2 separate regions of the Bos taurus genome follow, and region 1 is linked to region 2. A link is a contact called in public Hi-C data. All regions are on one chromosome and are shown on one strand. The core of a region is the stretch at or near the end of the contact, and the rest is flanking DNA. Distances in the headings are between cores, read along the strand shown. Region 1 overlaps GPRC5A (G protein-coupled receptor class C group 5 member A). Region 2 overlaps EMP1 (epithelial membrane protein 1).

The links. Hi-C and Micro-C count contacts between places; a contact is called where the count stands out from the background.
Region 1: a contact with region 2 is called in a Hi-C map of liver, with 2.8 times the contacts expected there. A contact is called at or near these places in 3 of 11 Hi-C or Micro-C datasets (liver, skeletal muscle and skin fibroblasts).

The regions. Positions count from the first base shown.
Region 1 is chr5:96,964,391-96,971,354 of ARS-UCD2.0, reverse strand. It overlaps GPRC5A (G protein-coupled receptor class C group 5 member A), which reads left to right. Exons shown (of 4, transcript NM_001034515.1): 2 at 4,911-5,839. The coding sequence starts at 4,918. Among named protein-coding and RNA genes, the nearest start is that of GPRC5A, 12 kb to the left of the region's middle.
Region 2 is chr5:96,629,190-96,635,787 of ARS-UCD2.0, reverse strand. It overlaps EMP1 (epithelial membrane protein 1), which reads left to right. Exons shown (of 6, transcript XM_010805480.4): 4 at 70-166; 5 at 267-407; 6 at 1,321-3,544. The coding sequence ends at 1,487. Among named protein-coding and RNA genes, the nearest start is that of EMP1, 21 kb to the left of the region's middle.

The DNA.
Region 1 (6,964 bases), core at 160-2,659, 340 kb before region 2:
ACAGCTCAATCCCTGCTTTAAGGAGGTTTTGAATTTAGAAGACAAAGACTCACTAAGAGGCACTACAGGATTTTGTGATAAATGCAGGCGATGTGGAGGCTCTCTGGGAATTCAGGGGATGTATCTCTCTCATCAGGGGGCTTCCGCGGTGGCTCAGCTGTAAAGAATCTGCCTGCTAATGCAGGAGACACAATCCCTGGGTCAGCAAGATCCCCAGGAGTAGGAAGTGGCAACCTACTCCACTATTCTTGCCTGGAGAATTCCGTGGACAGAGGAGCCTGGCAGGCTACAGTCTATGGGGTTGCAGAGAGTTGGACATGACTTAGTGAGTAAACAACAACAGCAATCTCTCATCAGACTAGGGCATCCAGGGAAACATCCTGGAAGAGGGGACCTCTAAGGTGAGGGATGTCAGGGAGAACGTCCCATGCAGATGGGGATGGCAGATTTGAAGCGAGATAGTGGGGCTTGTTGGGAGGACAATGAGAAGCACACATATGGGGATGATGAGGAAGGCATGGTCAGCCATGAGGCTGGAGAGGTAGGCAGGGGCTGAGGATGTACAGGTGATGGCTCGTCCCCCAGCCTCAAAGAGAGTGACCCTGAGAGCCTAAGCCTGGGACTCCCCTGGTGGGCCAGTGACTAAGACTCCATGCTCGAAAAGCAGGGGGCCCGGGTTCAACCCGGGTCAGCGAACTAGATCCCACATACCACACCTAAAAGATTCAGTGTGCCCCAACTAAGACCTGGCACAGCCAAATAAATAAATAAAAATAAAAGTGATTGCAAGACTTAGACAAGTGAGTTGTATACAACCATGCTTGACCCATTGTGAGAATGAGTTAGGAGACCTTCCCTCCTCTTCAGAGCAGGTCCAAGAGTAAATTGTCTCTTTTTGTCCTCCTTTGGCCTTTGTAGAGCACCTGCTTTCTTGGTCGGACTCTAGGTCTCTCTGCCCACCCTTCCTTTTTTTTTGACTGTGCTGTAAAGCTTGCAAGACTTCAGTTCCCTGACCAGGGATTGAACCTGGGCCACGGCAGTGAGAGCATGGAGTCCTAACCACTGGACCACCGGGGAAGTCCCATAGGTCTCTCTGCCCTTGACTCTGGGTACGAATGATGACTGCATGACCTCTAGTCTCCTTTCTCTTTCTGCTCCAGCCCTCAGGTTCTTCTCCGAGGCTGTTGCTTTAGCTCCTGGAGGTTTCTATTCTCAAATGGTGGTACTGCTCTTTTCTTCCTCAAACCCTGCTTTCTAAAGGACGTCAGCTCCTCAGAACCCTGTCCCTTTCCCCATCCCCGATCGTGGCGGCTCGTCTGGGCCATTCCCTGCGTGACCCAATGCCTTCTCAGTGCAGATCTGCTGTGAGTGAGTTTGTTCAGTTTTATTTCCCTCTGAGAAAATGTAAACTGCTAGGGACATTTCAGACCCGTTGCGCAATCGCTGTCATGTTGGGGAAAGGGTGGCGGAGGAGTGAGAGGTGAAATAGGAAGGATAGTTTCAAAAAATTAGTCACTCAGATAAAAAAAAATTACCAAGAAGTTTTCATTTGAAAAGGTTTTCAAATATTCTTAATTTGAGAGAATTGAGAACCATGAACCTTAATTGGATATCCATTTGATATGAAAGAGTCATTGTTAATTTCTAAAGTTCAATTAACTTAAAAAGGAGTTTTGTCCTTTACAAATGTATGCTGAAGCAGCTATGTAGAGAATGATGCTTGAGATCTGGCTAAAAAACCTAGTGGGGCCTTCCCTGATGGTACAGTGGTTAAGACTCCTTGCTCCCAATGCAGGGGGCATGAGTTTGATCCTTGGTTGGGGAGTTAAGATCTCAGATGATGAGAGGTATAGCCAAAAAAAAAAATCGTTAATTGCTGAGACCTATTCAAGGGCAAGTCTTATGGCCAGGCATAGATCGCAAAATGGTTTAGGTTAAAAATGTTTTCTCTTATGTTAAGAAAGTCATACCTGGTTCTCTTTCCTCGGGGACCCCCACCTTGCGTGCTCACAGTGTTGGATCCTGGTCTGTGGGTGCCAGGAGGCCCCAGTACACAAACCCTCCCTGTGCAGCTGCACAGAAGTGAGGGGGGCGGGGGGCAGGTGTCTCTGCTTGACCACCCCTCTGTGCAGCACCACAATGTTCCCTTAGTGGAAAACCTCATCAGTCTCTCAAGATTGAGGGTTCAGAGTAAACTGGTTCAGAGTCCTTTACAATTATCAGATAATTATGACAACAATAACTTGTCAGCCAACAGCACTGCCCTGAGGGGTGGGGAAGGAGCAGTGCCAGGGAGGGGCACAGAGGGTGAGAGAAATACCTTTCCAGCTGGCAACCGCCCTTATGATTAATCTGAGAGGAGTGAGGCGAGGAGGTGCTAAGGGAGGAGAAAGTGGAGCCTGGTCCCTTCCCCTGCGGATGCTGCCCTTGAACTAGACCAGGCCCTTCCTCTTCTGCATCCTCAGCATGGACAGGGGGGCCTGTCCCTCTCCCCGTCCTGTACCACCCATATCAGACTTTGGGGGGCCTTGTATTTCAGGGGTTGCCTGTATCTGAAGCTCATCTGCCTTTCTTTGTCCTTTTGCATCTCATTCTGTACTGCCTTGCGGAGGTAGAACATAACCCATTCTTTGCTCTGTGCCCTGCATGCGGTTGGGATGACCAGGGTGTTATATCCCTGGGTTGGAGTCCAGGTGACAGACCCCTGGCCAGGGGAGTCCATGGGAAGGCTATGCAGCAGTGGCAGGTTAGATCTGTTTTTTCTACTATAGAAGAAACATGTCTGATGTGTGTTTCCCCTTTACCAGTTGATCATCTGGAAGAATGATGGACACACGGTGGTGCTGGTTGAATGAATGGCCGGGTTACAAAGTGAAGCTTAGAGGGACTTCCCTGGGGCTCAGTGGTTAAGACTCTGTGCTTCTAATGCAGGGGACATGGGGTCCACCCCTAATCAGGGAATTAAGATCTCACATAGCACCCCTGCAACATAGCAAAAAGACAAAAAATAAAATAAAAAAAATAAACAGCATACAACAAAACAAAAGCTTTCTATTGTGTCATAGAAACTTAAAAACCGTTAAATAATTCAGAAAAAAAAAATTATAGATCTGTTGAGAAGCTATTAGGCTCCTCTGTCCATGGGGTTTTCCAGGCAAGAATACTGAAGTGAGTTGCCATTCCCTTTTCCAGGGGAATTCTCCTGACCCAGGGATTGAACCTGGGTCTCCTGCATTGCAGGCAGGGTATTGTTTTTGTTTTTTTTTTTTTAACCATCTGAGCCACCAAGGAAGCCCCAAAAGGAGCATTAGCTATTGGTAACATTTTCTGTTGGATCACCTCCTGTTTTCCAGGATGTTATTCCAGGATGTGTCATCCAGGATGTCCCTCCTTACGAGTAGCTTATTAAGAGTTCACTATGGGGACCTTCCTGGTGGTCCAGTGGTTAGAACCCCACACTTTCACTGCTGAGGGCATGGGTTCAATCCCTGGTTGGGGAACTAAGATCCCGCATGGCCATGCAGCATGGCCAAGCCTATGACAGGGAAGACTGGTTCCATTTCTTTTGGGATCAGCAGTGCCATCCTTACAAATGTTAATTAGGGAGGGAAAATGATGTGTGGCAGCAGAACTCAAGATGAGGGCTCAGTGGCTAAGAGGGGAAGGCTGACACTCTGCAGAGAAATCTATGGTTCAGATAACTCAGATAATACCTATGATTCTCTTGTCTGAGAGAGATTCGGAGGCTTACAGATAACATCTGTGGCTGGGCCTGAGGTAGAAAAAAACTGGAGACTGTTAATATGATTCAAAGGCTTGTGGGATTTTAGTTCTCTGATCAGGGATCGAACTCGGGCCCTGCCAGTGAGAGTGCGGAGTCCTAACCACTGAACCGACAAGGAATTCACAAAGTATTAACTTTATGGTTAGATAATTCCATGGTCACCAGTTCCTAAGAAAGCACTAGTCAAAAATATCAGGAACCCCGGCAAGTTCTTTGTGACGTTATTTCTTGAGATGTGGCTCAAATACTGCATTCAAAGTTTTGGGTTTCCTGGCTTCAGGGAAAATATGAATATAGTTAAATTGCGGGGAGGGAGGTACGAGGAGTCCCTTCCCTTCATCAGCCTTTAGAATTTGCCATGAGAGGTGGAGAACAGCTAGTAGCTTGATCTAACGTTGTAAATTCAGGGGTAAAACCCTGACTGCCTGTGCTAAGTAGCTTCAGTCATGTCCAACTCTTTGCCACTCGATGGACTGTAGCCCACCAGGTTCCTCTGTCCATGAGATTCTCCAGGCAAGAATACTGGATTGGGTTGCCATGTCCTTGAGCTTCCCTAATAGCTCAGCTGGTTAAGAATCCACCTGCATTGTGGGACACCTGGGTTCGATCCCTGGATTGGCAAAGGGAAAGGCTACCTCCTCCAGTATTCTGGCCTGGAGAATTCCATGGACTGTATAGTCCATGGGGTTGCAAAGAGTTGGACACAACTGAGCAACTTTCACTTCACTTGCCACTGCCTTCTCCAAAAAACCCTGACTAGAGAAGGCAATGGCACCCCACTCCAGCACTCTTGCCTGGAAAATCCCATGGATGGAGGAGCCTGGTGGGCTACAGTCCATGGGGTCGCTGAAGGTCGGAAACGACTGAGCGACTTCACTTTCACTTTTCAGTTTCATGCATTGGAGAAGGAAATGGCAACCCACTCCAGTGTTCTTGCCTGGAGAATCCCAGGGACGGGGGAGCCTGGTGGGCTGCCGTTTATGGGGTCGCACAGAGTCGGACACGACTGAAGTGACTTAGCAGCAGCAGCAGCAGATATACAAGATTGTTTCTGAATTGTTTCTGGTCCTCTGTGCCTGAGTTTATGGGAGAGATTCACCCCCAGCCCAACTTTGCTTTCTTGCAGGACCAGAATGTCCACAGTAGCCCCTGCTGGTTGCCGCTCAGACCTGGACTCCAGGTACTACAGACTCTGTGATAAGAAGGCAGCCTGGGGCATCGTCTTAGAGGCATTGGCTGGCGTGGGGGCTGTAGCCTCGGTGGCCTTCATGATCGCCCTGCTGGTCCTCATTTGCAAGGTGCAGGACTCCAATAAGCGCAAACTGCTCCCCACGCAGTTCCTCTTCCTCCTGGGTGTGCTGGGGATCTTCGGCCTCACCTTCGCCTTCATCATCACACTCAACGGCGGCACGGGGCCCACGCGGTTCTTCCTCTTCGGCGTCCTCTTCGCCCTCTGCTTCTCCTGCCTGCTGGTTCACGCCTTCAACCTGACGAAGCTGGTGCGAGGGAGGCAGCCACTGTCCATGCTGGTGATGCTGGGCCTGGCCCTGGGCTTCAGTCTGGTGCAGGACATCATTGCCATCGAGTACGTGGTCCTCACCATGAACAGGACCAACGTCAACATCTTCTCTGAGCTTTCTCCCCCACGGCGCAACGAGGACTTCGTCATGCTGCTCATCTACGTCCTCTTCCTCATGGCGCTGACCTTCCTCACGGCCTCTTTCAGCTTCCAGGGATCCTTTACTGCCTGGAAGAGACACGGGGCCCATATCTACCTCACCACGATCCTCTCCATTGCCATCTGGGTGGCGTGGATCACCCTGCTCTTGGTCCCTACCCTCAGCCCCCAGTGGGATGACACCATCCTCAGTTCAGCCTTGGTGGCCAATGGCTGGGTTTTCCTGTTGGCTTACATTGCACCCGAGTTTCACCTGCTCACGAGGCAACAGAACCCCATGGATTACCCTGTGGAGGACGCTTTCTGTCAGCCTCAGTTCATGAAGCAGAGCTATGGCGTGGTGAACAGAGCTTACTCTCAAGAGGGGATCATTCAAGGTACAGAACCTGGTTGGGTGCAGAATCCTTTGTGGGAAAAATGGGTAAAATAAAATAAAATCGTAAGATATTATTACTGTAGGGAACATGCAGGACATGCTCCTGATAAAACACAAGTTCTCCAAAACTCAGGTCTTGCTTAGAATCATCCAGCTGGTTAGAGACAAATAGAACTAGCAGCTGGCCTCAGGAGTCATTAGTATTTTTTTCTGGTTTTGATGTAGGTCATTTTTAAGTTTCCCTGGTGGCTCAGTGGTAGAGAATCCAGGAAATGTGGGTTCAACCCCTAGGTCAGGAAGATCCCCTAGAGAAGGAAATGGCAACCCACTCCAGTGTTCTTGCCTGGGAAATCCCATGGACAGAGGAGCCTGGCGGGCTACAGTCCCTGGGGTCACAAAGGTTCAGGCATGACTGAGCACACAGGCACAGACCATTTTTACAATCTTTACTGAATTTATTACAATATTGCTTCTGCTTTATGCTTTGGCTTTTTGCCTGCGAGGCATGTGGGATCTTAGCTCACCAACCAGGGATTGAACCCGTGCACCCCCTGCATTGGAAGGTGAAGTCTTAACTACTGGACCACCAGGAAGTCCCTATCTAGTACTTTCTATCCAATACCATGTAGGTTTCTCTGAATCAAAACAAGATGGAGCAAAGGAATGGACAAGGAATGTTTAGAGAAATTCCCAGAGACAAGTGGGTGAGATGATGGTGTCCTTTATAAAAGACAACTGGGCAACTTTTGTAGAAATGTGGAGACTTTGTGGATTTTAAAAAATATATATTTATTTAATTTTTGGCTGTGCTGGGTCTTCATTGCTGCGAGGGCATTTTCTCTAGTTTTGGCCAGTGGTGGCTACTCTCCAGTTGAGTGCAAGGCCTTGTCATTGCAGGGGCTTCTTTTGTGGCAGAGAACGGGCTCTAGGGCACTTGGGCTTCAGAAGTTGCAACACGGGGACTCAGCAGTCGTGGCTTCCAGGCTCCCATGCGCGTTGACTCAATAGTTGTGGCACAGGGCTTAGTTGCTCCCAGGCATATGGGATCTTCCCAGATCAGGGGTGGAACCCACATCTCCTGCATTGGCAGGCAGATTCTTTACCACTGAGCCACCAGGGAAGCCCC
Region 2 (6,598 bases), core at 643-3,142:
TCTTTTTCAGATTCTTTTCCCACCTAACAGAGTACTGAGAAGAGTTCCTTTATGTCTTTTTGATTTCAGGTCTGGGTGGTGTCAGATTTGGGAACAGGATCAGTAGGTCTTTGGAAAAACTGTACCTCTGGTGGCTGTGGTGACAACCTTTCCTACGCTGGTGAAGGTACGTGCCAAGATATTGTACCCAGTGCCCTTGAGGAATGGCCAGCCCCTTGGGGACTGGGTAGCCTGACATCCTCACTCCCCCTGCCCTCTGTCCACAGATGCCCTCAAGGCTGTGCAGGCCTTCATGATCCTGTCTATCATCTTCTCCGTCATCTCCCTCGTGGTCTTCGTGTTCCAGCTCTTCACCATGGAGAAAGGCAACCGCTTCTTCCTCTCCGGGGCCACCATGCTGGTGTGCTGTGAGTATCAGCTTACTCAGAAAAAGCTTTCCTGTAGATCTTACCCTGGGGGCTCTCAGTGGCTTGAACAGCTGAGCACTAGGAGCAGTGAAACTGCCTTGTACAATTTACTGGCTTGGTTATTTGTGCTCCTGGGGAGAACCCCTGATAGCTACTTGAAATAAGAACCCTCATCAGCTTCACTGTTTAAACCTGGGGCTCCTGGGCAGACACCAAGGAGCCGGGGTCTGCCCAGCTGTAGCGCTTGTATGGGTTCGTGCTCAGTCACTCAGTTGTGTCCGACTCTGTGACCCCATGGACTGTAGCCTGCCAGGCTCCTCTGCCCATGGGATTTTCCAGACAAGAATACTGGAGTGGGTTGCCATTTCCTCCTCCAGGGGATCTTCTTGACCCAAAGATTGAACCTGTGTCTCCTGCAATGGCAGGTGGATTCTTTACCACTGAGCTACCTGGGAAGCCAGAGCTTGTATACAAGACAGTTGAAGGGGCAGGGGATGTGGGAGTCCTTAGATAGATGAAATTGCTGATGGCCATTGCCTCTCTCCCAATACACCACACAGTTTGATGGAAGGTGTATTCTTTTGCATCCCCCAAGGGCAGCCTGTCCTTGTGTGCTGGGGTCTAGATGGGAAAGCCAGTGGAGAGGAGGTGGGGAAGACCAGAGAAGCTGTGTTTTACTTCACAGCCACACAAACCAGTGCAGGTGTGAGAACTCAAACACCAATGGTACAGCAACATAACCATCAAGCCTGGTTCGGGGCCAATCAACAGAACCACCGCTGGGGGCCAAATTTCAGATTTCATTTTCCCATCGCCCACGAGGAACATAGGATCTTTCTAAAGTTATAAATCTTTTTCTCGCTTTGAATGTTAAGAAACCAAACCAACAGTGAATCATTTCTCCCCACTGCAGGGCTGTGCGTCATGGTGGGGGCCTCCATCTACACTCATCACTATGCCAACGGCTCTATAAACAACTACGAGCCGAGTCACCACGGCTATTCCTTCATCCTGACCTGGATCTGCTTCTGCTTCAGCTTCATCATCGGCATCCTTTATCTGGTCCTGAGAAAGAAATAAGGCTGAACACATTTACTGGGGACCTGGGGGGTGGGGAGGAGGGAGCCCTTGAATTTGGGAGGGGAGTGGAAGTTGCTAAGCAGGAAAAACCAGGAGAGGGATGGGGGGGAGGGGATGGAAGGGGGGAGGGGCTGAAACCCAAACATGATGGAGGGGGTCCTGTACTGTCCAGCCCCTGCCCTGGGAGAAAGCCGTTGGCTGGGACGGGTGCTCCCTGGATGTGGCTTGGCCTCCAGCTGTTCTCCGTTACACACACTGCCTGGGGCCCCAGCAGCTGCCACATCACTGGCTCCACTTCCGAGGGTGAATTCAGTCTTCAGACTCACTGCACCCAGTTATCACAGCGGTACAAGTTCCGGCCAGGGCAGATATTGTTTTTGTGTGGAATAAGCCAAGCCTGGAAGCCATCCTGCCCTTCTGACCCAGAGCAAAACATCACCATGTGAAGGGCTCGAGGGAGGACTTTGGCCAGTGTGCCAGGATCCCTCTTTGTTAAGCAGAGATTTAACTCTGTGGTATTTGTGACAAAATGGGAAGAAGAGACATAGTGATTAAGGCCAAGTTGGTGGCTTAGCTAAACTGAGAAAGAAATTTTCACAGTGGAAGGCCTGGGGCGTGGTCACAACTCAGACCAGGCCTCACACAGCTGTCCCTTGTGGAGACCTCTTGCCGTGGACTTTGCTTGGTCTCTCGCTTAAAGCCAAGGCAGCACTCTGGAATTTCTGTAAAGCCACAAACAAGCAATTCAGTGGTGGGAGCACCACACAAATTATGGGAAAAGGGGGCAGTCCTACAGCAGGATTATATCAGGGTTATGTTATTAGGAACCTCTCTCTGTGCAATCATGTTGTATAAGATGTGAGAGAGATGGACATAGATCCTTGCAACTCAATCTGTTACTCTTCCCCTAAATTATACCCTTTTGAGGAAGTTTTATCTAATTAGCCAAGGTGGGGATCAAAACTCCTAGGCTCAGAGATGGCTCTAGCTTTATGAGCTGAAGGGGTCGCCTATCAGAGGTCCTGCCTGTCCCACAATACGGATGAGGCAAGGCAATTTTGGAAGCTTCTTAAAACACATGCAAACCAAACCACACATCCTTGGGTGAAAGGTGCTATACAATTGTCAAGTATTAAGCATACTAGATTTCAGTCACAGTAAGAACAGAGTGTCTGTACTTCCAGGAAAATAAGAAAATTTCTGTGAGAGAAATAAAAATATAGGTGATGGGCAGATATTTTCTTTAAGGGAAAAGCAAAAACCCCTAAAAACTCTTGTGGTGCCCAGTCCGATGGTCACTGAGCTTCTCTGTTGCCGCAAGAGTGTTTCTTTGTAGGACTTAGAAGTATGGTATTAGTATGGTAATCCTGGTTAAGCAGTCATTGCTCTGGCCTGGCGCAGCTATGTTTAAGCCATCTCAGATTCTGGCTAAAGGGATTGTTTGTTTGTTTTGGTGGAAGACACTTCCTTTATCAATTTGAGAAGATCTACCCGAGGGAGAATCTGAGACATCTTGCCTACTTTTCTTCTTCCAGCTCCCCCTTCATTCCATTTCTTATATAGTTTTCCTTTTGGGGAGCTGTTATGCCACAATTGCTGGTATTTATATAAAAGGATTATTACTAAGTTTATTTCTTTATGTTCATTCTGGTTAGGGGAATGTGGAGGGTGGGCCACCAAATTATCTGGACTAGGGGTAAATGGGTTGGGAAGCAAAAAAATGTGGGACGATGAACTTTTTAATTATGATTTAATGATCATGCGATTATAGAAGGCTGTCTTGAGTGCAGAGGCAGATTTGCATATCAGGTATATCCAAAAGAGATACTAGCGTTGTGTTAAAAAGTTAAACTATGACTGGAGTGAACCATGTATTCCCTGGTCTTTTGTTTCTGTGCCATTTATGTCTCATGTAATTTGCATTACATTGGTGGGTTGTTCTAGTACTGTATTTGGCTTCTTCTTTAATAGATTGATATTTCATATACTATAATTGTAAATATTTTGATACAAATGTTTATAGCTCTAGGCATATAAAAACAGATTCTGATTCCCTATACTGTGTGGGTGTTTTCTTTCTAAAAATGTATGACATTTTCCCCTAATTAAGTTGTCAATCAGTTTGATTTGGACAACTTGGCATTTATCCAATATAATAAGCTACTTCCTATGCATTAGGCATTTATACAATAACTCTTTCAGAAAACTGAATGTTACTATACTTTCATCTTGCTTTCATTAAGCCTTTTAAGCAAAAAAAAAAAAAAAAAAAGAGGAACTTCACAAACTATTAGAGGTTATTATCTTGAATTAGAATGGCTTATGATATTAAGAAATGAGACACTTGCTAATTTTCTTTGAAATAGCCAACTCCACTAATGTGTCTTTAACATATAAAGCAATTCGCAAAGGTGTGTATCACATACATTTGCACGAACCCATTCATTGCACAACCTAGGATGTACCTGTATGACAGAAGGAAAGCTTTGAGGCTTTCTGGGTGCAGTGAGGCCTGGAATCAAGAGTGGAAGGCAGAGTTGATGCTGCACACCCCAGTTTCATGGTGACACCAATATGATGAGTGCTTGCAATGTGGAGTAGGTCATCTTTTAGTCCCTGGTGGCCTTGGATGAAATCACTACACAGAGTAAAGCACACACAGAAAAACCCCACAATGAAAGCTGAAAATAAGACTTTGACATATTTTAAATTAATCAAATTGCATTGATTATTGATAGCCACTTAGAGACCTATGTGTGTTGGTTCCAAAAGTTATCTTCCTAAGCTGATTGTCTGGAACTCACAGCATATGGTCCATAGAGATAATTTAAAATGATCTTACTTATGATATGGGCTAAAATGACTTTTGTAAGTCTAGCCTGGAAAATAAGTCTAATAATGATTTAACTATTATTGTTATCTTCCATGGAAATGACTTAGTCAGATTTTGAAACCTGGACCCCTCTGTTGCCCCTCCAGACCCCTCATTGCAACAGGAGTGTATCTGATAGAGGCAGAGATGGGAAATGAATAGGAGTCAATCGCCAAGGGGGCATGGCTGCCTGGGAGTCACTCTTCCCTGGTCATGTCAGAATTTGCCACTGAATATAGGAGAAAGTGGTAGGTAGCATGACTCTGACTGGCTTCAAATATATAATTTTTTAAACTGGAGGTTCTTAAACTTGGGACTGCTTGTTCTATTCTGCAACTGCAAGATTTAGAATCAATCTTAATTTCCCCATGTTTATTAGCATATCAATAGCTTAAATCCAGTTTACCTAGGAACATTAGAATGATTCCTATTCCTTGGTACAATAATTGACAGGCTTTTGGAAATGATGAAATCTTACTATTTTAGTTTGATTTCACAACTTTCCCTCGATCTCATAAAATAATTACAAAGGGCACACATATCTGTAATTTTGAAGATGAATCAAAAGTAAACCTGTTTTGAGTATTTGAACACAATTTGCAAGAGCTCTTGAGGTAACTAGGCCTTGCAAAATCAGTTGGAGAATTATAGCACTGGGTTTATGAGTGTGATCGATTACACAAATGAAGCTGACATTTGGTCATCTTGTTTTTAAAAAGTTAAAATCATTCTGGCAGTAATATTTAAATATAGATTTGCTTCCATAAACCAAGTTGTCAAACTCACTTCAACATGGCATGCTTGAACTGACTTTACTAATTTCTTTCTCCATACTAATTAACATTCTTTACCTCTCATTATATTTAAAGTTTGTCAGAGCTCCTGGAAGGCCAGCTAAAAGATCAATGCAGACAACTGCACTGGGTTGACCCAGAGGGATGGGATGGGGAGGGAGGTGGGAGAGGGATTCAGGATGGGGAACACATGTACATCCATGGTAGATCCATGTATGGCAAAACCACTACAGTATTGTAAAGTAATTAGCCTTCAATTAAAATAAATAAATTTATATTTAAAAAAGTAGTAAATCAATCACTATAAGATAAAAAATAAAAAAATTAATTTTTAGTAGAGTATAGTTGCTTTACAGGGCTTCTCTGGTGGCTCAGATGGTAAAGAATCCAGCCATTAAAAAGAAAACATTTGCATCAGTTCTAATCAGGTGGATGAAACTGGAGCCTATTATACAGAGTGAAGTAAGCCAGAAAGAAAAACACCAATACAGTATAATAACGCATATATATGGAATTTAGAAAGATGGTAACAATAACGCTGTGTACGAGACAGCAAAAGAGACACTGATGTATAGAACAGTCTTATGGACTCTATGGGAGAGGGAGAGGGTGGGAAGATTTGGGAGAATGGCATTGAAACATGTAAAATATCATGTATGAAATGAGATGCCAGTCCAGGTTCGATGCACGATACTGGATGCTTTGGGCTGGTGCACTGGGACGACCCAGAGGGATGGTATGGGGAGGGAGAAGGGAGGAGGGTTCAGGATGGGGAACACATGTATACCTGTGGCGGATTCATTTTGATATTTGGCAAAACTAATACAATTATGTAAAGTTTAAAAATAAAATAAAATAAAATAAAAAAAAAGAATCCACCTACAATGCAGGAGACCCTGGTTTGATCCCTGGGTCAGGAAGATCCCCTGGAGAAGAGAATGGCTACCCGCTCCAGGAGAATCCCATGGACAGAGGTGGGCTATACTCCTTGGAGTCGCAGAGAGTTGGACACAACTGCACACACACAGTTGCTTTACAATGTTCTATTAGTTTCTACCGTACAGTGACGTGAATCAGCATTATGTATATGTGTATCCCCTCTTTGTTGGATTTCCTTCCCATTTAAGTCACCACAGAGCACCGAGTAGAGACCTCTGAGGTGTACAGTAGGTTCTCTTTAGTTATGTATTTTATATTTAGTATAAACAGTGTATATATGTCAATTCCAATCTCCTAACCCACTTGCCCCCTTGGTAGCCACACATTTGTTCTCAGTGTCTGTGTCTCTATTTCTGTTTTGCAAATAAGATCATATACACCATTTTTCTAGATTTCACAGTTCAGTTCAGTTCATTCACTCAGTCCTGTCCGACTCTTTGCGATCCCTTGAACCGCAGCATGCCAGGCCTCCCTGTCCATCAGTAACTCCCGGAGTCCACCCAAAC